2 separate regions of the Podarcis muralis genome follow, and region 2 is linked to region 1. The links are chromatin contacts, called in public Hi-C maps. All regions are on one chromosome and are shown on one strand. The core of a region is the stretch at or near the end of the contact, and the rest is flanking DNA. Distances in the headings are between cores, read along the strand shown.

What was found. A called contact is a pair of places that touch in the nucleus more often than the background predicts.
Region 2: a Hi-C map of blood shows a contact between it and region 1, with 5 times the contacts expected there. The contact joins the promoter of LY96 here to the promoter of GDAP1 in region 1. A contact is called at or near these places in 2 of 3 Hi-C or Micro-C datasets (blood and tail).

Annotation. Positions count from the first base shown.
Region 1 is chr8:32,087,740-32,092,395 of rPodMur119.hap1.1, forward strand. GDAP1 (ganglioside induced differentiation associated protein 1) reads right to left here and starts at 2,318. Exons shown (of 6, transcript XM_077932906.1): 1 at 2,226-2,318; 2 at 630-900. The coding sequence starts at 746.
Region 2 is chr8:32,221,217-32,225,654 of rPodMur119.hap1.1, forward strand. It overlaps LY96 (lymphocyte antigen 96), which reads right to left and starts at 2,078. Exons shown (of 4, transcript XM_028736683.2): 1 at 1,908-2,078. The coding sequence starts at 2,034.

The sequences.
Region 1 (4,656 bases), core at 1,068-3,567:
ATTAATTTGTTGTTGCTGCTGCTGCTGCTGTTTTGAAAATGAGTAACATACTATTTAATTTGGTTCAACATTGCAGGTGGATTCTGGTAGGGACATTCTCACAACATGATACCCATTAATTTCCTAAATGCACTCTGTGGTCTCTGTAAAGAAAACCATGTATGAAGAAGCAAGCAAATATTGTTTCTCCCTTTTGCTGCTCAATTTATTTATTCTTGGAAACAGCTAACTGTTTTAAATTAAATAAAATTATATGACAGGTAGTCAGTGTGGTCCATTCTAGATGTTGTTGGGACTACAGCTCCCATCATCCCTGACCCTTGGCCATGCTGGCTTGGGCTGGTGGGAATTGAAGTCTAATAGCATCTGAAGGGCACCACATTGGCTATCCCTAGACTATGACAATTGTAAGGGCTCTGAGGCCTGTTTAAGAAGCACACTGGGCTCCCCTTTCCCTACTCTCCCCTCTCCCTCCTTTTTTCTCCAAATGCATTCTTGCAGCTGCATTTAGATAAACAGAGTGTCCATCCACACCCAGCAACCACCTTTTAGGTGGGCAAAACATACAGAGGGAGCTGTCCGGGTTCTGAAATCTGACATTCTTAGAAACAGCCACACTAGCTACTCACCTTTTGGGAACTGAAGGACTGAGTCCAATGATAGAGGATCAGTTTGTCATCTGTCTTCAAATACACTTCAGCTGGAGGCATTTCCCCTGAAGCCTGGTCCTCCTTCTCTTCTGCCATTTCACCTTTTCTCTCGGCTCAACTCACCACTCCGAGATTCTACCTATGAGATTTTGCTCTCTCGTCGTTACTGAGTCTGCTCCATGGACTGAGCATGCTCACTGCTGACAGATGAAGCTGCTATTCTGACGATGCCCTTAGACTCCCTTGGAACCTGAAATGGGAGAAGTGTTGAAATTGCCATCAGTTTGAACCTAGGGAGATTTAAAAGAGGCACAGAGGGAGAACAACAACAACAGAGGGAACCTATATAAATGCAGAACACAAAGAATTGGAAGAGGGTTCTCTTGTATGTATCCTATTTTCTAATTTGCAAAAAAATAAAAAATAAAAATGAAGGCAAATTGTGATTCCAGTCAAGAATTTACATCTGAGACAGCAAAAACCTGATTGCCCTCCAAGAATTATTTTATCTGAGACAGCAAAAACCTGACAGCCCTCCAAGAATTATTTTATCTGATTTTCACATGTTAAGAAAGGAGGTAAGTTCTACAAAGAGAAAATGTTTAAAGAGAGCACAGGAGGCTATGCTAATCCCTTGCAAACTTAGCCTTCCATTCCTCTACTTCTACAAATTGATTAAACTCCTTCCTTGAATTTTAATGGTTCCTCATTACACTCCATGTTGATTAATTTACCTTGCTTTTGTCAAAAATGGTTGCATATAATATTTTTTTTTTCATATTTCAGCATTAGCATGCATTTAATGATGTCAAATAAAATGTGCACTACTGACAGCAGGGTGGAAATTACAAATAAATATAAATATGTTTTAAAACCTAGGGAGCACAATTGTTTGTGTGCATGAATGAGATGTTTTATTTTCTATAGGCTACCATAGCCAGCCTATAACGAAAGGTGGGGAGCCCTTCAAGAATATTAAAAAAAAGAAAAAGCAATGTTGAGTAATGTTAAATAGACTATATGCAAATACAATAGGGGATGTATTGTGAGACATTGTCTACATCTGGCTCCTACCAATGTTCTGAATAAGGGCAACATTCAGAAAGTGAAAAATGGTGATGCAAAATCTATAAACACAAGACCAAAATTTGATGATGGAACTCTAGATTAGCCAACTTCCTTAATAAGAGTGTCAAACTGCAATCCTGTACTGAATTAATTTGGGAGTAAGTCCTATTGAAGTCAATGAAACTTTCTTCTGAGTAGATATGAATAGGATTGCATTGTCAGAAACAGAATTTATATTTATATTTATATGCAAGAGTATCACTAATCAGACACATTAAATCTAGATGAATAAATTATAGAAACGTAGCCAGAAAAAGGAAGAGTTCTACAACAATTTAAAACAGGGATTGGGAACTCTTGGCCCTCTGGATGTTCCTGTACTACAAGTCCCATCATTCTTGACCACTGGCCATGCTAGCTGGAGCTGATGTCCAACAACCCCTGGAGAGACATAGGTTCTCCATCCCTGCCTTAAAGACAAATACATATCTTGTGGCACTAACTTACTTTGAGAGGAAACAGCTTCTGATGAAGTACACTCTTGTCTATTATCAAGATTCCTCGAGATTTCCTGCTATTTCTAGAAATCACACAGCCTGTAGGAGTGATGAACATGCATCCAGTAAACATGTCCCTGAATGACCACAAGAGGTCTCCATATTTCGAGAAATGGTTGGGCAAATGGAAGGGATTTGGGGGGGGGGTTATCTGTGTCCTACAGTGAAGTTCCAAACAAATGAGTTTTCATTTTTGTTAACCAATTATATGCATTTTGAATCCATGTATCTTTTTATCTATCTCTAACTCAGGGTGGCTTACAACAATGTAAAATCATAATACAATAATACATATATTAAAATGCAAGGCATACCCACAAAGAGGAAAGTTTTACTTGAAACCCCCAATGCGCATATAAACTATATTATGTGAGATAATTATGAATCATGTGTATATGTGTAAAGCAGCAACAACAACAACAAAACCCTGCAACTCCAAACACATCTCTATTCTACATGAGACTGAGCAATGTGGAATCTGCAATCTGCTTGGCTCTTTTCCCATGTTTCCCATGGGAATTTCTAGCCATTTTGGAAGGTGCTTCCTGTATTCCCAGTTGTACATAATTCTGTCTAGAGTAATGAACAGATTAAAGTTCTGGAGCAAATTGAAGGCACCTGTGATCATGATTTCTCTTTAAGGACATAAGGGCACTGCTTTCTCCCTCAGTGCCTCATTCGTTGGCAACGAAGGTGGCAACCATTTCAATTTAATACCAGAAGTGCCGTACAAATTGGACTGTCATATTGTGTGCTATCATATTGCACTAGGAGCTTAAGAAGTCACAATTCAGATAAGTTCTTTAAAAAGAAAAAAAAGACTACTTTTACTACTACTCACTGCTCTACTCAAATCATAAATGTGAAAATGTGATCTGGAAACAGGGGAATACAAGGATGGACATGGAGAAACAACAGCAGGGCTCACAAATACAATACAAAAGCCATTTAGCTGCTGTTAGAAACTTTTGTATCCCTCGTGATGCATAACATGACTTAAGTAGAATACCGTACTCCAGTTTCCTAGTTGTCCAGATTCAAAGTTAAGACCCTACCCTTCAAGTCCTAAATATACTTAGTAGTGAGATCCACTGGGTCCCATAGGACTTTCTCGTGTGTAGTTGCCTTTAAGAGAGGCGCCAGGCAATTGCTTGGGATTTTTCCAAGCTCTCTTACACACTTGCTTTGTAATCTCAGCAAGTCACATAAGGTCCTGTTATATCTGCAATGTGAGAGTGGTATGTAAAACTGGACATCTTACCTACAGATCTGCTGCCTGTGTGAATTGAGCCTCAGATCTGATTACTAAGTACAAAATATGGGGATTGCTACATTTTGTTTTAATAAAGAGATTTTATTTCAAAGACTACAATTGAAAAAAGATTTATAATGAAATTACATTAATGATAAATGCATTCTGCTGTTCTTACCTTACTTTATCCTAGCCTTCTTTTTTTAAAAAAAAAAATTGAACATCCCAAACAACTACTGTACTCATTATGGCAAAGCTTCAAATTTAGATTGCATTTCATCTTAGAAATGCAGAAGAGCAAAAACAGAGTCATCCTATACATGTTTCCTCATGAGTCTCAACAAGTTCAGTGTAACATATTTCCTGGAAAGTGTGGGAAGGATTGTAGGCTGACTAACCAGACAAATGAATGCATGTTCTCTTAAACTAAAATATCATGATTATAACTAGATGAAAAATCATATTAGAGAAGTGACTATTGTGATTTAATTCATATAGCAACTCAGCAGAAAACATTTATGAACTCTAGGAGTCACGCTGCTCTGAAACAACTCATTTAGGGTGACAGTCTAAATTAATTCATTGATCTACTCTGTTTACATGCTCTCCCACTGAAACCCCCATTGAACTGTGTAAGTGATTTTCCTGTTGCTTGTGATATTATTATGCTTATATTAAAATCGCACTGTCCACAGAAGAATCAGAGCTACCTAAAAGGACAAAACACTCCACTACCCCACAATTTATTTTATTTAAAATGTAATCACCACAAATCAGCATTTTCATTTGCAAATGAAAGTTATCTGATTCAGATTTACTAATGCAGCATTTACTGAAGACTCCTTGGATTAAAAATATGCAGTTAGAAAGAGACAGTGAAAATACAAACCCTGGACTTGTAAGTGAGAATGACGTAGACTGTGTGCCCTGTGTGAGAATGGGAGGGAGAAATTAATAGAGCAGGCAACAGCATGTGTCTGAAATAACAACGTGCATTCAGCAATGCCACAGTAGACTATTATATCAGCATAGAAAGAAGCAAAGCAGAAAATCCTCAAGAGAACATCTAGCTATTTTTTTCAAATTACATAGAAAAAAGTAAACCCAAAAGGGAAAACATTTTATCATA
Region 2 (4,438 bases), core at 828-3,327, 130 kb after region 1:
ATTAACGCTCCAAAACGGTCAAATCAAAGCACATAAAGCTTTCCAAAATCATGTGATAAGAGGAAGTCTGTACAGTGTTTTCCCTGAGGGAAGAGTTTTTGTTTGGGTTTTTTTGGAAAATGTCTGCTGTATATTCAAAATCTAAAAAGCTTATAAAATAAATAAGGAATCAGTTTTGTTTAAAAAAAAATTAAAAACCACTCCAAAAGGGTCTTGCTTTTCGCATCGCAGCAGCCTTGGATTCAAACAGAAATCAAGCATTGCTCTGTCTCTCTGGCTTTTCATCCTGATCACACTGGAGTACAGTACTACAGACACCCATGTTGCATTGTGCTACTTTATCCATTGATCTGTGGTCATGCACTTGGATATACAGTGAAGCCACCCTTTTATGGTTATCCACATAAATATTTTTAAGCACTCCTTTAGCTAACCACCTGTACTTTCTAAACAATGAGCGCTCACACCTTCCTTTGTGGGTGCCCTTTGTGGGACCACGCACAGCACCTTGGTCATGTGGGACCCACCAGCTGTTTGGGCTGGCCTCCCTCCCTGTGCTAATCATTGGAGGTTCCCGCCTAACCTCAGCCAATCAGCACCACAGGGAAGTGGGGCCAGTTGCTTAAATAGGAGGCGGAGCTGACAGCAACCGCGGAATCCTTTAGTCTATCTTCCCTTAATGGGGGGGGGAGTGAATTCACAACCTCCCCCCCCCCAGGGCGGCAATTCCAAGGTCCCCTCTTAAAGGGGTTTGTATGTGGGAGTCACTGGCCATACACTGAAAGGTTGTCAGTGAACTTCCCTACCTTGCAGGGATATGGGGTGGGCTGCCAGCATACACAAGCATCTTGCTGTGCACCCTCCCATTCACCATGAGGAGCCCCAGTTCCCCCGGCTGATGGAGCTGGGAGAGATACACGCCCAATGCCTAAGCCAAGGTCTTCCTACATCTGAAAGGTTTAATAAAGTTGTGGCCAATTTTTATTCCATAACACTTTGTCACGAGTCATTATTCCTTCTGATCGTCTCTCTGGGCTGGGGGGTCTCTGCCTGGACACACAATAGCAGTAGCATGATATCTTCATCAAGGCCAAGTGAAAGTCATAAAAGAGGAAGAGGAAGAAGTTTCCAGGAAAGAGCTTGGCAGAGGCCCAATGATAATACGTTACAGAGTGTTAAGATGGTGAATGAGGAATGAGGAAGCTGTCTACAGGCTCACAGAGGGACAAACAAACTGGGTGAGGCACCAGCATCTCTGATCTGTGTGAAGTTTTAGAAATGGCAGCCACCTCGGGGGAGGCCGACCCAGATCAGCACTGATATGCAGGGCGAGGGGTGTAAACCTTTATACACATACACACTTTCCCCTGTGAAAATTGCTTCCCTTAAACTGCTGCTTGTCACATTAGCATGCACACATAACTTTTTCCATAATGTAGCAAATAACAGTGTGTGTGACTTCTGTTGGGGGGAAATGGAGGCAGGTAGAAAGAGTTATGCACATATCCTGGCCTGGTCACATTCAAATCACACCCCTACCCCCACAGAACTGCTATTTGCAACTGTTTAAAGAGACGTGAGATGCATGAAAATAACTGAATTTGGCCCTCAGCTAGTATGTGCCAAGTGTGAAATATCGCTGATACCACCAAAGTATATTAGGACCAAGAAGCAATGGCTGATCTCCCTTGAAAACTATAAAAGCCAGCAATTATTTGTGTTGTTCTCCAGCGTTATTTGCAACACACTCTTTTTTTCTGTCTTACTTAAATAAATGGAAATTGGAGACAGAAATTAATATGTGCAATCCTAATGAAAACACCTGGAGGAAAGGGGGAAAGGGGGAAGTGATCCTAATTATTTCACAAACGCTATTGGAAATTAGAGCCATCTGATACTTTACTTACTGCAGTTGGAATATAAAATGTCTACGTCGTCTGAACTGCAAAGCAGGTGTCTTTCTTCTGCCACAGTAAATCCACAAACGGAGAGAATCATAACAAGCAGGAACATGTTTCTATGTCTATAAACCATTTCGAGAGCAGGTCACATAGAAGGATACAAGACGGTATTGCATCATTTTTACTTAAGAGGAAGAAAGTTACGCTTAGTCACCCACCCTCAGACATGTGATTTCAGGGGCTTTTTTTCCCTTGTCGTTTTTAATTACGCTTCTACAGAAGGTGCACTTCAAATGCTTGAAAGCCTTTCCCAGTTGCTTAAGAAGAATACCCTAATTTTGCCTGATTATCTATACCTAACCTAGTTTGGACAAAACTACATTTCAAGAAGTGAATTCTAAAACGGCAAAAGAGAAAACTAGTGAACCATCGTGTTTGTCTCACAATATCAAATGAGGAAGTTGCTCATGATCATCTAAGCTCATGATGGTACCAGGGTGTTCATGCATAACCCTGCTTTCAATGCCTGCAAAGGTTTTGGGGTGCACATATTGCTTCCCCTCCCATCTGTGCCTGTCCTATAGCTTGCGGCTGAAATCCTATAATATTTCATATCACAGTTATTCAAGAGTTGTTGTTTTTGTACTGCTTCTGTTGTGTCCTCCAAATGCCAGACAATAAAAGTGCAGTGATTTGGCATTTCAGAACTAATAAAGCGGAATGACCCCTCTCTCTCTCTCTCTCTCTCTCTCTCTCTCTGTGTGTGTGTGTGTGTGTGTGTGTGTGTGTGTGTAGTTGATAAAAGGTAAGTAGGTGAAACTGTTATGGTTAAAAAGAAATTCAGAAAATATTTCTAGATCTGAGTAAGGTAAAGGTAAAGGTACCCCGACCATTAGGTCCAGTCGCGGATGACTCTGGGGTTGCGGCACTCATCTCACTCTATAGCAGTGTTTTTCAACCACTGTTCCGTGGCACACTAGTGTGCCGCGAGATGTTGCCTGGTGTGCCGTGGGAAAAAATAAAAAATTTGAAAGATTTAAAAGTAAGGTATTTTATAATTTTTCATATTTCTGTTTACTTACTATTTCATAATAAAGTAATTATAAAATACTTTCTTTGTGTTTATTTGATTCCTATTCAAGAGAATTACTTTATATATAGTCAATATAGGCACAGAGTTAATTTTTTTAACATTTTCTAATGGTGTGCCGCGTGATTTTTTTTCATGAAACAAGTGTGCCTTTGCCCAAAAAAGGTTGAAAAACACTGCTCTATAGGCCGAGGGAGCCGGCATTTGTCTGCAGACAGCTTCCGGGTCATGTGGTCAGCATGACTAAGCAGCTTCTGGCGAAACCTGAGCTGCGCACGGAAACGCCATTTACCTTCCCGCCAGAGCAGTACCTATTTATCTACGTGCACTTTGACATACTTTCAAACTAGGTGGGCAGGAGCTGGGACCAAGCAACGGGAGCTCACCCCGTTGCGATGATTCGAACCGCCGACCTTCTGATCAGCAAGCCCAAGAGGCTCAGTGGTTTAGACCACAGTGCCAACCGCGTCCCTATTTATTCAGGTACACGCTATGTATGAAAATATTGTTTTCCCAGAGCACCTGCATAGAAACATTTCCTGTAGAACATATTATTGCTATGAAATCTCTGGACTTTGATATAGTTAGGATACACCAGGGGTGGATCTACTATGGAACAAATTAATCTTAAGCTTCAGGGTCCCTAGTCCTGAAGGGGTCCACGTTGCTTAATTTGGGGGGATCTAGTAGACTCAATTTGACTTGCATGATTCAAATGGATCAATTTTTTGTTGCATATATTTTTACAATCCCAAAGTTTGAGAGTCAGTAGCACAGATGTTGTAAAGGTGTTCTGAAGAAAGCAGGGGTTACCCAGACCTCACTGCTGGTTGTGAAGGGGCCCCATGACCACTCAAGCTTCAGGGGCCCCAAAATGGAGGTCCGCTACTGGGACACATGGAATTTCCTTATACGCATTAATTGGCATAACTACACTATTAACTTATAAGAAATCCCAGGAAACTAGTTATCCAAGTAGACACTGGTGCCCACCAGAAAGATCCCCTATAAGTCTATGACACATTCCTATCATGAGTCTCATCCCATCAGGTTTCAGTAATGCCTATTACGGTAGGTCATATTTGCCATCCTGCATTAACAGCTCCAATTCATCTTGCTTGTTTCCCATACTCTGTGCATTAGTATACAGACAACCACGAGTCATTCCCTCCTGCTACTTCCTTCTTGCAGTTTCCTGCCCTTTAGCAGGTCTCTGTAGCAGGTCAGTTAGTAAGAGACCTATGGCCATTCCTGGACTGAGATAGCTTGGCCGTTGTGGCAACCTCAAGATGATATTCCTTCAATGTGCTCAATGTAGGGCTTCCTCCAGGCTTAGTTTAGAAGTTGCAGCTGGAGTGCAGCAGCTAAGTTGTTGACTGGAACATCCCATCAACTGTCAAGGGCATTTCCCAGCCAAAGGAATGCACAGGCAGATATAGTTAACTCT